Regions from separate parts of the Mus musculus genome. Here region 2 is linked to region 1. A link is a contact called in public promoter capture Hi-C data. All regions are on one chromosome and are shown on one strand. Each heading gives the region's core, a stretch centred on a gene start, on an enhancer-like site or on the middle of the called end of the contact. The rest is flanking DNA. Distances are from core to core; before and after follow the strand shown.

Evidence for each region. Capture Hi-C pulls out chosen DNA fragments and counts their contacts.
Region 2: a promoter capture Hi-C map of liver shows a contact between it and region 1. The contact joins the promoter of Fzd9 here to the promoter of Mlxipl in region 1. A contact is called at or near these places in 7 of 39 promoter capture datasets (the 3T3-L1 cell line, the SN4741 cell line, cranial neural crest and 3 more), 1 of 15 datasets of contacts at CTCF or cohesin (pro-B cells), 13 of 484 Hi-C or Micro-C datasets (3T3-L1-derived adipocytes, the HPC-5 cell line, Th1 cells and 10 more), 8 of 115 datasets of contacts at active chromatin or transcription factors (astrocytes, embryonic stem cells, microglia and 1 more) and 3 of 9 other capture datasets (adipose tissue, liver and pancreatic islet).

What each region holds. Positions count from the first base shown.
Region 1 is chr5:135,103,962-135,111,169 of GRCm38.p6, reverse strand. It overlaps Mlxipl (MLX interacting protein-like), which reads right to left and starts at 4,279. Exons shown (of 17, transcript NM_021455.5): 1 at 3,955-4,279. The coding sequence starts at 4,247.
Region 2 is chr5:135,247,598-135,254,805 of GRCm38.p6, reverse strand. Fzd9 (frizzled class receptor 9) reads left to right here and starts at 3,759. Exons shown (of 1, transcript NM_010246.1): 1 at 3,759-5,868. The coding sequence starts at 3,777. The coding sequence ends at 5,555.

The sequences.
Region 1 (7,208 bases), core at 3,030-5,529:
ACAATCAAGGTCTTGGACACCTTCCTGTCCTATCTTTAGTCCTGACTTTCCTTCCTCATGGTCTACAAACCAATCTTGCCTCCGAGTCATTCTGGCCCATCTTCAAACTCCTCACTCAAAGCTTCAAAGGTTTAGCCATCCAGAAAGTCAGGCTGGGGCTGGGAGTGTGGCTCTGCCAACAGAGCACTTTCTAGAATCCCCAGTGAGGGGCTGGGGGCGTGGCTCAGTGGCAGCTTTCCCAGGAACTGGACACGACTGGATTCCATCCTCAACACTGTATAGACAGTATAGACTGTATAGACACACACACACACACACACACACACACACACACAACACACACGAAGGCCTGCTCTCTGGGTAGCTCCCCTGGGTGAGGGATGAGGGTAAGGGATGAGGGGTGAGCATCTGAGCCCTCCTCCTCTTCCTGCACTACCTTGAGTGCATGGGTCATTGGCTCTCCTCTCCTTTCTCGTCTCCAAGCTCCAGTATTTGCTTTGAGCTAATGGTGGCTGCCAGGGTGTGGGACGTGGGGTGGCAGGGGCTGCCACCTCAGGAGACAATGGGCTTCATTACCCAAATAGGCCACCCTAGCCTGATGGCTGGTCCCCTACCTCCCATAGCTAGATAAATACCATCTGTCCAAGAAGTGAACATGATTGGGTTGGGGACACTAATCCTTCCTGGGCCAGCTCCTGTTGTCATATAGAGTAAATGGGGGACACTCCTAAGTTTGTGACCTCTGTCTGTATCCCAGCAACCATTAGGTTCTGTTCCCCCAGGGTCCTACCCCAGCCTTCTGCTGTCCCTCCTCCAACTCCCGCAGAGGGTTGGTAGCCTAGGATGAGGGGGATGAGTCAGTGACAATATCCAAGTCCCGAGGAAAGGATTTGGTTGAATGCACGTGAGAGAAGAGTCCGGTTTGGTGCAAAAAGTCTAGGGCCAAGGTTCAAAAGCTGTGTGCAATGGGGTGAACCAGAAAACCTCAGAAGTGGGAGAGAGGGAGGATGTGGGGTGCATACACTCTGTGAGACCAGAGGACAAACTCAAACGTGGTTCCTCAAATGAATCTGCCTCCGTTTTTGAGACAGTCTCTCTCATTGGCCTGGAACTCACCAACCAAGTAAGCTAGGCTGCTTAGCTGGCAGGCTACAGGCAGCTGGCTAGCCATCTCTGTCTTGACTACTGGGATCACAAGCACACACCAGCAAACCAGACTCTTTTTTTTTTTTTCTTGTCAGTTCTGGGGCTTGAACTCAGGTCCTTAAGCTTGTAAGACAAATAACTTTACACCAAGTCCCTCTTTTTTTTTTTTTTTTTTAATTTTTGCCAGCTAGCTTGTTTGTTTTAATGCGGGGCCTTGCTCTGTAGCCCCAGGCTGGTCTGGAGCCTCATCCTCCTGCCTCAGCCTACAGACTGCTGGGATGACCAGCCTATGCCACCACTCCCTAGACAAGTGCCTTCTTGGACCATTTACAGCTATCCTCCCTGGGGCTTCCACCCACAGAAGCAGGGAACAGAGTGTGCCAGGAGCGCTTCTTGGCAGGGGTGAGGTGCCCAGGCCTCTGTGGGCTGTCTGCAGGCTGTCCTTCTCCCTGCCTAACTGACCAGTTCCACCCACCACCAGACCCCCTGCCTGGCTGCCCCAACCCCACATTTCTAGCTGTTCACTGGAGAGCCTCACCCTCTGCAATACCCTTGGCTTCAGAGAACCCCTAGTCACATCTTACAGTCCGCAGATTTGTTTGTTTGTTTGTTTGTTTGTTTGTTTGAGATGGTAGGATCTCCTATCATCTCCAGCTGGCCTCAGACCTTAAGTTCCTCCGCAGTGGAGGGCAACCTTGACCTCCTGGCCCTCCATCCTCAGCCTGAGTTCTAGGATTCTAGGCATGCCCAACCCCACAGGGTTCATGAGCGTGAGCACGGGGCATTTGCTTTTGTTTTTATTTTTATGTCTCACTGGGAGGGGAGCTCGTGGGTGGCACATGGAGGTCAGAGTTCAGACAACTATGGAGTCAATTCCCTGCAGCCACTTTGATGTGGGTACTGGGAATCAGACTCAGGTCACCAGTCCGGGACCAAGCACCCTCCCTGGCAGAGCCTCTCCTGGCCCACGTTTTGTTTTATGTTTTTTTTTTTTTTTCTTCACCAAAAACTCCTGTGTACTTGGCTAACTTGGGTATCCTCAGAATCCCACTCAAGAGAATTTAATAGTCTGGCTCTTTGGCGGGTGGGGGACACGGCACTCTCCACCCTAGGGAGCTGCAGTTTAGGGAGTGCCCTCAGACCCTCCACGTGCTCTTTCTCTAAAACCGCTTCCCTTCTGTCTGCCCAAGGTCTGAGCTGGAAAGCCCTCTAAACCTGCCCAAGTGGAATGTATGGCCGAAGCAGGAAGCCTGAGTTGGGAGTGGTCGGGAAACGGGAGACCCTTTGGGGGAACATGGGGACCCAAGGCTTCTTGTGGCTCGTGCCTGTAGTTCCAGCACTTGGAAGGCCAGAGCAGAATTCCAGGCCAGCCTCGGTTTTACAGTGAGTTCCAGGCTAGCTTAGTCTACAGTGTGGGACTCAATAAGAGAAAGAGAGTGAGGGATATTCTCCCTCTCCTTTAATCGGAAGTCTTTGATAATTAAAGCACTGCCCCAGTGTGAGCTGCTTCTGGTGTTCTGAGACCTTAGATGGCCCCTTCCCAGGCAGTCTCATGATGTCCAAGGGCGGGGGAGGGGCAACGGGACAGGGAATTTGAACTTTCCACATTGGTCTCAGCGCCCTGAACTATCAGGTTGCAACATGACCTGGGCTTGAGGCCAGAACTTGTGGGCCAAGGTTACTCTGCCTCCAGCCAATGGGGTCGCGTGGCTCTGCCGCCACGAGGTGGGCCACGCTCTTCCGCAATTCCCACCCCAGCTCCAGGTCCCCTGTGGGGCTGCAGGTGCCGGTCTACAGCCAGCGGTTCTACGAAGGGGAGGAGGCTCGCTGAAGAAGCGTGATATTTACAGAGAAGAAAGATCAAGGCCGGCCGATCCCCCTTTCTCTCCTACTGTTTTCGGTTGATAATTTATCCTCTTCCCACTGCTCCCGGGAACTTTGCTCCAGGGCACTGGGCCAAGACCCCAGTTCGCGCCCTCCTCGGGGACACATAGGTGGGGCTGAAGCTGGGTGCGGCCCCGGAGGTCTGAGCCGTAGTTACAGGGTTCCTGGCTGCCTTGCAGCCTCTTACCGGGTTCGGGGAGACCAGGTTTTCCCTACCCGACCTAGGGTGGACTGCAGCACCCTCTGCTGGCTCTGGGCAGGTGCTGGGCACCGTCTTCCCGCCAACCTTGACGTAGCGTTCTAAATCAGACACGGTGGCTCATGCCTGTAATCCCCGTATTTGGGAGGCCGAGATGGGAGTCCAGCCTGGGCTACCTAGCTCAATGCCAGCCTGAACTTTAGAGTGAGACTCTGGCTCACCAAACTAAATCAAGCCAAAATAAATGGTGTCTGGGCAAGTGAGCAAGAAACTGTTTCCATGTAAGTGGACACTGCCTATGAGGGCGACCACGGGATAACTGCAGCGTGCAGGGAAGAGTGGGACTTTGCAGGGACTGCTGAGGATGAACGAAACAGTCCAGGCATACCACGAGTGGAGGGAGGCAGTGGACGGGATGGGTTATAGTCTGAGGAGTGTGAAAGACACCTGGCATTTAAGTGCAAAAGCAGAAGAATCAAAGAGCGGGGGCCCAACCGTAGAAGGCCCTGCAAAGGTGGAGACAAAGGTGGAGGACAGGACAGTGGCGCCACAAGCAAGTGATGGGACACAAATGATTCATGAGGGTCCGTGGGTTGCGCAGGACCAGGCGAGGAAGATAATGCCTAAGTTGTGTCCAGCGTCCCCCGTAGCAGTTTGGGACAGGAGCCCCAGTGCGCGGTCCCACCACGGAAAGCTGGGACTCAGGCTCCCCGGTCCGCCCTCACCTGTAAGCCAGGCTCAAGCACTCGAAGAGGTGGGTGAGTGTCGGATCGATGCTGCGCGGCCCGAAGTCGGCGAGCCCCACGGGCCCCTCCTGGTCGCGTCGCCGGGTCAGCGAGTCGCTGTGCGGCGAAGACACCATGAAGTGTCCGCTGTGGATGACCTGTGATCGATGCAGGCCACCCGCGCTGCGCCGGGGACTCGGATCCTCCAAGTCCGTATCCGAGTCCGAGTCCGGGCTAGGGACGACCCGGGGGACCTGCAAGTTCACGGATAGATCCGCCAGCGCGCGCGCCATGGCCACTATTGTCGCCAACTCTCGGGCGCTCTGGAGAGCGCTTAACGTAGCCAGCTGCGCCTAATTACCATGGCCACGCCCCTGTTCTCCTGATAGGTCCTTGTGGTGGGCGTGGCCCTTAGTTGGCAGGTGATGTTTAAATTAGCATAACCAGTGAGCGTGGTGTGAAACCACTGATCCTGGAGCTTTGGCGGTGCTTCGCCTTTCTTTCTGTTGAGAGCACTTTTTAGTCTCTACTTTTCAGGTTTCAGAAAGTCTGGCTGGGGCTGGGACTGGGCTGGGGCTGGCTAGCGTGCACAAAGCCTTGGGTTCGATCCTCCGAACCACAGACACTAGCATGGGGGTGATTCTGTAAGTGTAACACTCGGGAGGTGGAGACAGACAGACAGATAGACAGACAGACAGACAGGAAAGAAATAAAGAAAGAAAGAAAGAAAGAAAGAGAGAGAGAGAGAGAGAGAGAAAGAAAGAGACAAAAAAAAAAATCCCAAACAACAAACAAGACCGCTAGCCGGTAAAAGCCTTTGCCACCAGGCTTGAGGACAAGAGTTCAAACCCTAGGACCCACATGTTGGAAGAAAATACTCGATTTTTAAAATTTGACCTCTGAGATCCATATGTATTCCTAGACACATAAACACTAGATAGATAGATGGAGAGAGAGAGAGAGATAGGATAGATAGATAGATAGATAGATAGATAGATAAGATAGATAGATGGATAACCAGAAATTCAGGGTCATCCTCTGCTTCATAGTGAGTTCAGTAAATCGCTTGCCTGCCTTCTTCACTTTCCCAGGGTCCTGTGCGGTTGAACCCCAATGCTTGCTTGTACCCAGGCGCTCTTATGATTGTCCTATGCCTCTACAGCAAAGTTCAGAAGTGGACTCTAAGAGTTCACCTTCTCTAGATCACCTCCCTGCACTCGGGCTTTCTCCTCGGGAAGTTCTCTCACCAGCCCTGAAGCCTAGCTTCTTTCTGTTCCTGCTTTTCTTCCTTTCCTTTTTTCTTTCTTTCTTTCTTTTTCTATTTTTGTTTTGTTGTTTTTCTAGGTAGGGTTTCTCTGTGTACTCCAGGCTGTCCTAGAACTCATTCTGTAGACCAGGCTGGCCTGGAACTCAGAGATCTGCCTGCCCCTGCCTTGGGAGCACGGGGATTAAATGCACGCACCTCCACCACCACCCAGAGATATGGAACTTTCCATGGAGAGTAGAATTTAAATTTTATGGTCTTCTTGTCTCTGCTTCCACAGCGATGGGAGTTTTATAGACAAGCTTATCTTTCTAGATATTGCTGAGGTCCTCAAAGACTTTCTCGGGGCCTGGGAGACAGAATGGAGATGCAGATGAAGCTGTTTGGAGAGCAACCGATGGTTGGGGGGTGAGATGAAGTAGAGTCACCCTCCATCCTTCCACCCCACTCAGACATAGCTAACCTTTCCACTGGGACAGGAGGCTTGGGGAACACTGCTGGGGAAGCTAGGGGTCCCTAAAGCAATTTTTCAACCACATCTAGACATCTAGATCAGGCTTTGAGATGTTTGGCTTTGTTGTCATTCCGGTGTGGTGTGCCTCAGACAAGAGTTTGTTTGTTTGTGCCCTGCTGGGGATTGAACCCAGGATTTTGCTGAGGTTATGCCAGGGCTATGCAAAGAGAAACCCTGTCTTGTAAAAAAAAAAAAAAACAAAAAAACAAAAACAAAGGAACAAAAAAAAAAACACCAAACCAAACCAAACAACAAACAAACAAACAAAAATCACCACCACAACCCCAACGCCCACTCCCAACAACAACAACAACAGGAAATAGTTTCCAGTCTCAGGCCGGGCCTGTAGTTCAGTTGGTAGAGAACTTGCCCAGCATTTAGGAAGCTGTGGGTTCTATCCCCAACTCTGCCTAAACCAGGTGTGGCATTGCATGCTTGTAATCTCAGCTCCAGAAAGATAGAGGCAGAGGATCAGAGTCCAAAGTCATGCTTGGCTACATAGCAAGTTTGAGGCTAGCCTGGGCTACATAGTGAGACACCCCCCCCCACCTCCACCATCCCTCCAAAATAAAACACAGCCTGTGAGATGGCTCAGTGGGTGAGGGTGCTTGCTGCCAAGCCTGATGACCAATCCTTGGACCCCACATGGTAGAAGAAGAACTCTCACAAGTTGTTGACAGACTTTACTGTTGGCACCTGCTCTCTCTCTCTCTCTCTCCTTCTCTCTCTCTCTCTCTCTCTCACACACACAAATGAATGAATAAAATAAGTGTAAAACAAAGCCAAAACAAAAACATCAAAATAAATGAAAACAAACAAATGCAAGAATTCTTCAAACTTTTGATTTCGTCCTCGGGTGGCAACGGGGGACATGACACAATGCCCCTTCCAGGTGGCATGGTGTAAGTGGCCTGATTCACCTCTCATTGCCTTTCTCGCCTGCCCTCTAGTACCCGATGCCCAGAGTTCACAGCCTTTTAAATAAATAAATAGGGTTCACGATCCACAGAGATTGAACGATGAGTTCCCTACTGGGTGTAGAGAGCCAGTTCCCCTGGCATCCTTCCTGACATCCTCTTCTGGGTGCCTCTCGAGGTTTCCCCCCTGGTCTGCTCACACCGAAATGCCATCTCCTCCCTGAGTTCTCTATACCCTGGTTCTGATCACAATTGATCTGATTTTCTTCTGCCTGAGATTCACAGAGGGTGTGAGGCCTCTCTTTCCCACTAGATGGCAAACTCCTCGGCGGACCCTGTGCCTCTCTACAGTCTAACCTCCTCTCAAAGTGGCCAGATGTGGTGATTCACACCTTCAATCCCAGCACTGTGGAGTGCAGAGGCAGGAGGATCTCTGAAAGTTCAAGGCCAGCCTGATCTACACAGTGAGCTCCACAGCAGGGCAGCCAGGACTACATAGTGAGAACCTGTCTCCAAACCAAAGCAACCAATCAAACAAATACAACCAAGCTATTGATTA
Region 2 (7,208 bases), core at 2,510-5,009, 140 kb before region 1:
CTGGGCTTACCTCTGCTGGAATCAAAGGTGCATGCTACACCTTTTTTGCGTATGGTGTGTGTGTGTGTGTGTGTGTGTGTGTGTGTGTGTGTGTATGTTGCATTGCATGTAGAGGTCAGTGGACAACCTTGGGTTTGAGTCAGGGCTCTGTTGTTGTCCGTTATCTGTAAAGCAGGGTAGCTGGCCTGCCGGCTTACAGGGGCTCTCTCCTGTCTCTACGTCCCATTTCCCTGTAGAAGCCTTGGGATTACAGCTACCATGCCTGGCTTCAAATGGGTCTGGAGACTTGAACTCGGCTCCTCAAACTCCTCACACTTCCCGGGCAAGTGTATCGCTCCCTGCGCTGTCTCCCCCAGCCCTCTTTAAGCATTGGTAATGGTCCCTCTCTTTCACACGTTCTTTTAACACAACGGACATTTATAGGCGCCTCCTCCAGGCCAGGAGCCAGAACCTTGTAGGGCATGGCACGGTGCCTTCCTCCTGAAGCCCCCAGGCTTTGTAGGGAAATCAGGCTTTGGAGCAGTTAGCTGTACTCTGCAGTGGGGTGCCCGGTAGGGCATCCTGACAGGCTAATCAGAGCCGAGGTGGGGCCTGGGGGAAGGATTCCGGTTTATCCAAGAATGAGGGGAGCTTACAATGCAAGAGAGGCCTAGGGGGAAGGTTGGCTTGGTGAGGGTGGGAACTCAGGACAGAAGGCTGTCCCTTCCCACAATTGGCCTCTAGCCAAGGCCCCTAGAAAGGCTGGCATCTTCCAAGGAGGTGGAGCTTCGAGGGGCTCCCAGTGGGGGTGGGGCAGTGATGGTGACCTCCTTCGGTCTCTGCCCCTTCGCATCGTCTCCCTTTCAGTGTGTGCCTGAGGTATTGTTCCTCTTTTGTAAAGAGGGGGATCGGGTAACAAAGCCGGGTGGGTGGGCAGGCAGCCCAAGGGGCCTCTTCTCTTCCCTCCCCCTGAAGCATCTGCACTGAGGGGTAGGCACACATACACCTCTGGCTTCCCAGGAGCTGGCTGTTGCCATAGTGACAGGCAGGCCTTGCATCCCACTGGCCCCTGGAGTTGCCCTTCCCACTATGGCTGCCAAAGTTAGGGGCCCCCAACTCTTTTGCATCCTGGAGTGGGAGGCAGGGACATACAAAATAGAACTCCTGGCTAGTCTCTGCCTCCTAGCTGGCTTTGAGGAAAGGGACAACTTTCCTTAAAGAGAGCTCCAGCCACTGGGACAGATGCTCAGGAAGCAAGGCTAAGCCTTGAGATCAGAAATAAGTGCTCCCTCACCCGGGTGTCTGGTGTGGCTGTTAGTGTTCTGCAAAAAGGAAGGGAAAGATAGCAGAAGGCTTATAGGATAGGTAAGGACACTGGGGGACCCAAAGCAGAGCCTGCCCCTGAGTCTACTATGATCGATGGAATAAGAGAAAGGTCTTGGGGTATTTGAAAAAAAAAAAAAAAAAAAAAACCTTAAAGAATGGAGAAGTGAGGACCTAGGTTCATAAGGTGGGGGTTGGGGGGGGGTTGAGGTAGAACCCTCAGAGATCTTCTTGTCTCCTCTCCAGGAGTGTGATCAACAGGTGTGTATCACGCCACCTGGCTTCGTTTGTGGGTGCTGGGGATCCGAACTCACGACCTCATGTTTGCCCAAAAAGCACCTATCTGCCTAAGCCGTCTCCCCAGCCCCGAGTTTAGGATCGCGAAGCAAGACCCAACCTGGGGACTCGCAGGGGCTCAGTTTGGCGTGCAGGGCTGGCTGCATCTTCACAAAGCCTCTTCTCTCCAGTCTTTTCGGGGGGGGGGGGGCTGGGTGCATGCCAGTGACACATATGTTTTTCTTTGTCCCTGCCGAGCTGCAGCTTTCTGGGAGCCGAGAGACTAGGAAATGACCACCCCATTTTCTCACTGCGGCCATCAGCGCTGCCCTGGCTTCTTCCTGAATCCCGGCTCTAAATATAGCAGGAGGGTATTGGCCAAGCCGTGTATGTGTGTGTGTGTGTGTGTGTGTGTGTGTGTGTGTGTGTGTGTGTGTGTGTGTGTGTGTGTGTGTGTGTGTGTGTGTGTACGCGTGTGCGCGCATGTAACAGGCAACTTTTAGCAGGGAAACAATGTGCCTGCCAGTCCTGACACCGAGGAGGTGTGTGAGCCTGAGTAGTATAGCTTTCCCTTCAGACTTGTACCAGAGACTCCGGCTTTCCTGTAGGGCCACAGTAGAGGCTGAAATCATCACTGTGAAATACCTGGCTCAGGCACTTGGGAGGTGGAAGTAGGAGGGTGAGAAGTCCTTTGATACATAAGGAATGTGAGGCCAGCTTGGACAACATGAAATAGTCTGGAAAACAAACAAATGGGGAGTTTGAGAAATGGATCAGGAATTGAGATCACTGGTTGCTCCTCCAGAGGACCTAGGTTCGATTCCCAGCACCCACATGGAGGTTCACAACTCCAGTTCCAAAGCCTTCTTAGGGCCTCCAAGGGTACCAGGCACACACGTGGTGCACATACAGATAGACAAGCAAAGCACATTAATAAGAAAATTTAAAAATTTAAAGCAAAGCAAGGCAACAACAAAACAGACAAGTGGAGGAGCCGGAGAGATGGCTCAGTATAAAGGTAGTCACCCCATCCCAGTCATGATGACCCGAGTCAGGGGGCAGGTATCCCGTGATAGAAGAAGAGTACTGACTCCCCAAGTTGTCCTTGCTTGCATGCAGTTTCGTGCGTGTCACACACACACACACACACACACACACACACATGCACACACACGCACACACAGACAGACAAACGGCAGGATGTGTGTGTGTGTGATAAATATAATGAAAACAAAACAAAATCAGCTTGGGCTGGGCACGTGGCTTGTCTAGCCTGGGTTCCATCCCTAGAATGAACAGCAGAAAAAACTCATGTGGGGGGCTGGCAAGATGGCTCAGCGGGTAAGAGCACTGACTGCTCTTCCAAAGGTCCTGAGTTCAAATCCCAGCAACCACATGGTGGCTCACAACCATCCATAATAAGATCTGATGCCTTCTTCAGGAATGTCTGAAGACAGCTACAGTGAGTGTACTTACATATAATAAATTAATAAAAAAAAAACCAAAAAAACAAAAAAACAAAAAACAACCTCATGTGGTGGCAGCCCTTATGAGGCAGGAGGATCAGGAATTCAAGGTGAGCTTGAGGCCAGCCTGGGTTATATGAGACCCTGTCTCAAAAACAACAGGATCAACAAAAACACCCTTAAGGGAAGAAGAGAGGAGAGGGGGAACAAGCAACTCCCTAGCCTGGAGCTTGGAGAGCTTGGGATGGTCCCCTCCCACCTGGGAAGAAAAGGGCGCACTTGATGCGAGGGAGTACATTGGGAGGTGCGTTCCCGCGGACTGTCGAGTCTGCAAAGGAAGGGAAAGAAATGAGCAGAAGAGAAGAAAAGCTGACCCACAACGTTGCCCACACGCCTCCAGCGTGGCAGAGAGGCGCGGCACCTTTAAAGCGCGACGGGGGCGTGCCCTGAGGGACTGCCCCGCCCCTGGGCGTGTCCTCCTACTGACCACGCCCTCGGGGTGCCGAGCCGCGGCGGCTGGCGGCGGAGACCACGCCGGCTCTGGCTGGAGTGGCGGCGGCATCGGCGGCGGCGGCGACGGCGGTGGTAGCGGTTGTTCCTCCGAAGGCGCCACGCGCTCCGGGACACACGTGGGCGGCCGAGAGATGGCGCGGGAGCCGCGACGTGGCGCGCAGATCCCGGGACGCGGGATGGAGCGGTGCGAGTGAGCCCGAGCGGCCGCGCCGCGGGGCGATGGCCGTGCCACCGCTGCTCCGCGGGGCGCTGCTGCTGTGGCAGCTGCTGGCGACGGGCGGCGCGGCGCTGGAGATCGGCCGCTTCGATCCGGAGCGTGGCCGTGGCCCCGCACCGTGCCAAGCGATGGAGATCCCCATGTGCCGGGGCATTGGCTACAACCTGACCCGCATGCCCAACCTACTGGGCCACACGTCGCAGGGCGAGGCGGCGGCGCAGCTGGCCGAGTTCTCGCCCCTCGTGCAGTACGGCTGCCACAGCCACCTGCGCTTCTTCCTCTGCTCGCTCTACGCCCCAATGTGCACCGACCAGGTCTCCACTCCCATCCCAGCCTGCCGGCCCATGTGCGAGCAGGCTCGCCTGCGCTGCGCCCCCATCATGGAGCAATTCAATTTCGGCTGGCCCGACTCACTCGACTGTGCCCGGCTCCCCACGCGCAACGACCCGCACGCACTCTGTATGGAGGCACCCGAGAACGCTACAGCAGGCCCCACAGAACCCCACAAGGGCCTGGGCATGCTCCCTGTGGCACCTCGGCCCGCGAGGCCACCGGGAGATTCAGCCCCAGGTCCCGGCAGCGGTGGCACCTGCGACAACCCCGAGAAGTTCCAGTACGTGGAGAAGAGTCGCTCGTGCGCTCCGCGCTGCGGGCCAGGCGTCGAGGTGTTCTGGTCTCGGCGCGATAAGGACTTCGCGCTGGTTTGGATGGCTGTGTGGTCCGCGTTGTGTTTCTTCTCCACGGCCTTCACCGTGTTCACCTTCCTGCTGGAGCCTCACCGGTTCCAGTACCCAGAGCGCCCGATTATCTTCCTTTCTATGTGCTACAATGTCTACTCCTTGGCCTTCCTGATCAGAGCGGTGGCAGGTGCACAGAGTGTGGCATGCGACCAGGAGGCAGGGGCTCTGTATGTGATCCAGGAGGGTCTGGAAAACACAGGCTGCACCCTGGTCTTCCTGTTGCTCTATTATTTCGGGATGGCCAGCTCACTTTGGTGGGTGGTTTTGACTCTAACCTGGTTCCTGGCTGCAGGCAAAAAATGGGGCCACGAGGCCATCGAGGCTCACGGCAGCTACTTCCACATGGCAGCGTGGGGCCTGCCAGCACTCAAAACTATCGTGGTCCTGACTCTGCGCAAGGTGGCTGGCGATGAACTGACTGGGCTCTGCTATGTAGCCAGCATGGACCCGGCAGCCCTCACTGGCTTTGTGTTGGTACCCCTATCTTGCTACCTGGTACTGGGTACCAGTTTCCTCCTGACCGGTTTTGTGGCTCTCTTCCATATCCGCAAAATCATGAAGACGGGAGGCACCAATACGGAGAAGCTGGAGAAGCTGATGGTCAAAATCGGAGTCTTTTCCATCCTTTACACAGTGCCGGCCACCTGCGTCATTGTCTGCTACGTTTATGAACGCCTCAACATGGACTTCTGGCGGCTTCGGGCCACAGAGCAACCATGTACTGCTGCCACCGTGCCTGGAGGCCGGAGAGACTGCTCGCTGCCAGGGGGCTCGGTGCCCACTGTGGCTGTCTTCATGCTCAAAATCTTCATGTCCTTGGTGGTGGGCATCACCAGTGGAGTCTGGGTATGGAGTTCCAAGACTTTTCAGACTTGGCAGAGCCTGTGCTACCGAAAAATGGCAGCTGGCCGAGCCCGGGCCAAGGCCTGCCGAACCCCAGGGGGCTATGGCCGGGGTACCCACTGCCACTACAAAGCCCCCACGGTGGTCTTGCACATGACTAAGACAGACCCCTCTCTGGAGAACCCCACACACCTCTAGAACATAGGCTAGGCTGTGAGTTATGGTTGCTCCCTCCTTGCCCTCCCCTCCCCCCTTCAGAGACAGCTGACTAACAGCTGCCCAGCTGTCAAGGTCAGACAAGTGAGACACAGGGGGCTGAGGACTAGGGTGGGGACCCAGTAAAGCTCAGGGCCTTGACCTTCTGTCTCATGCAGGGAGTGGTCCTAGTCCACAGAGGGTCCCAGGATAAGAAGGGGCAGAAGGGGGCAGGGTCCAGTGCAGAGTTATTTAATGATGTAATTTATTGTGGCATTTCTCTGGAAGCTGTGACTGGAATAAACCCTCGTGTGGCACTGCTGTGTTCTATCTGGGCTGGAAAGAGGGAAGACAAGACAGGAGGGTGAGAAACTTCATAAGCAGAGCTGGGGGTGGGGGGCGGAGGCCATGAGATTCATCCTCTGACCCCTTGTCCAGGAGGAAGTTCCTCTGTGGGGGCATCGGTGGATTATAGGAGTCCTAGACTGCTGTGGGTGTGTGCGTGTGCGTGGTGTGTGTTTCTCTTCTCACCTGTCTCAAGTCTGAGATCTGTGCTTCTGAAGTGCAACAAGAACCTCCTCATGAATACCCAGGAACCCCTGGCTGTGACATGGCTCCTTCTAGTCCTAACAGTGTCATCTAGCCTGTTTAGAGAAACAGGTAAGCTCCCCCGCCCCTACCCACCCATACTTTGCTTTAGCAAATAAGGTCCGGGCTGGCAAGAGAGCTCAGTGGAGACAGGTGCTTGCCGCTAAAACTGAGGACTTGCTTTCAATCGCAGGAACTCACATAGGGCTGGGGACCAACTCACAGACTGTTTTTACCCCTACCTGTGCCCTGTGGCACAACTCCTACTATACAAATACATACATGTAGTAAGATGCTTTTTATAAAGAAAGAGAGGGAGGGAGGGGAGGAGGGAGACTGTTTCTAAGGCATCCTTTCACCCAAGTCTGGAGGATGGTCCTCATTATCTATGAAGGTTGCTGAGAGCTGGGATCCAAGCTCAGTTGGCAGTGTCCTTGCCTAACGTGCATGAAGCCCTGGGTTCTGTCTCCAGCACGGCTTAAAAGAGGCATAGTGGAGCATGTTTGTAATTCAAATATTTGGGAGATAGAAGTAGGAAGATCAGGAATTTAACATAGGTATCCCCTGGCTACCTGAAACTCTTTGGATAAAAATAAAAATAAAAAAAGAGAGTGGGCAGGCCAAATGGCTCAGCAGGTAAAGTTGTTTACTATGGAGTCTAATCTGAGTTCAGTCCTTTGAACCCACTAGGTACGAGAACCAACACCCACAAATCCCTGACCCCCACTAAATTGATGTAAAAATATTTTTTAAAGACTTGCTCAGCAAGTTAGAAGCCTTGTCTTCAAAAAACAAAAACAGCATTAACATCAACAATAAAACCCTTCACTAACAACAAAACAGAATATTCGGTAGTTGGAGCCTCAAGCTCTCTCTTTGTATTTTGGGATGGAGGGGGAAAGATGGGCAGGTCTATCTATGTCTTGGTACCAGTCTGGGAGGTAGGGAGCTGTTGAATTCATTGACTATTGTGTCCCTTCTCACCCACCCCAAACATCAGAACTTGGGGCACTGACAGCAGCTTCGAGAATAAGGCAGGACCACAGGGATGTGCACAGCTGTGCTGGG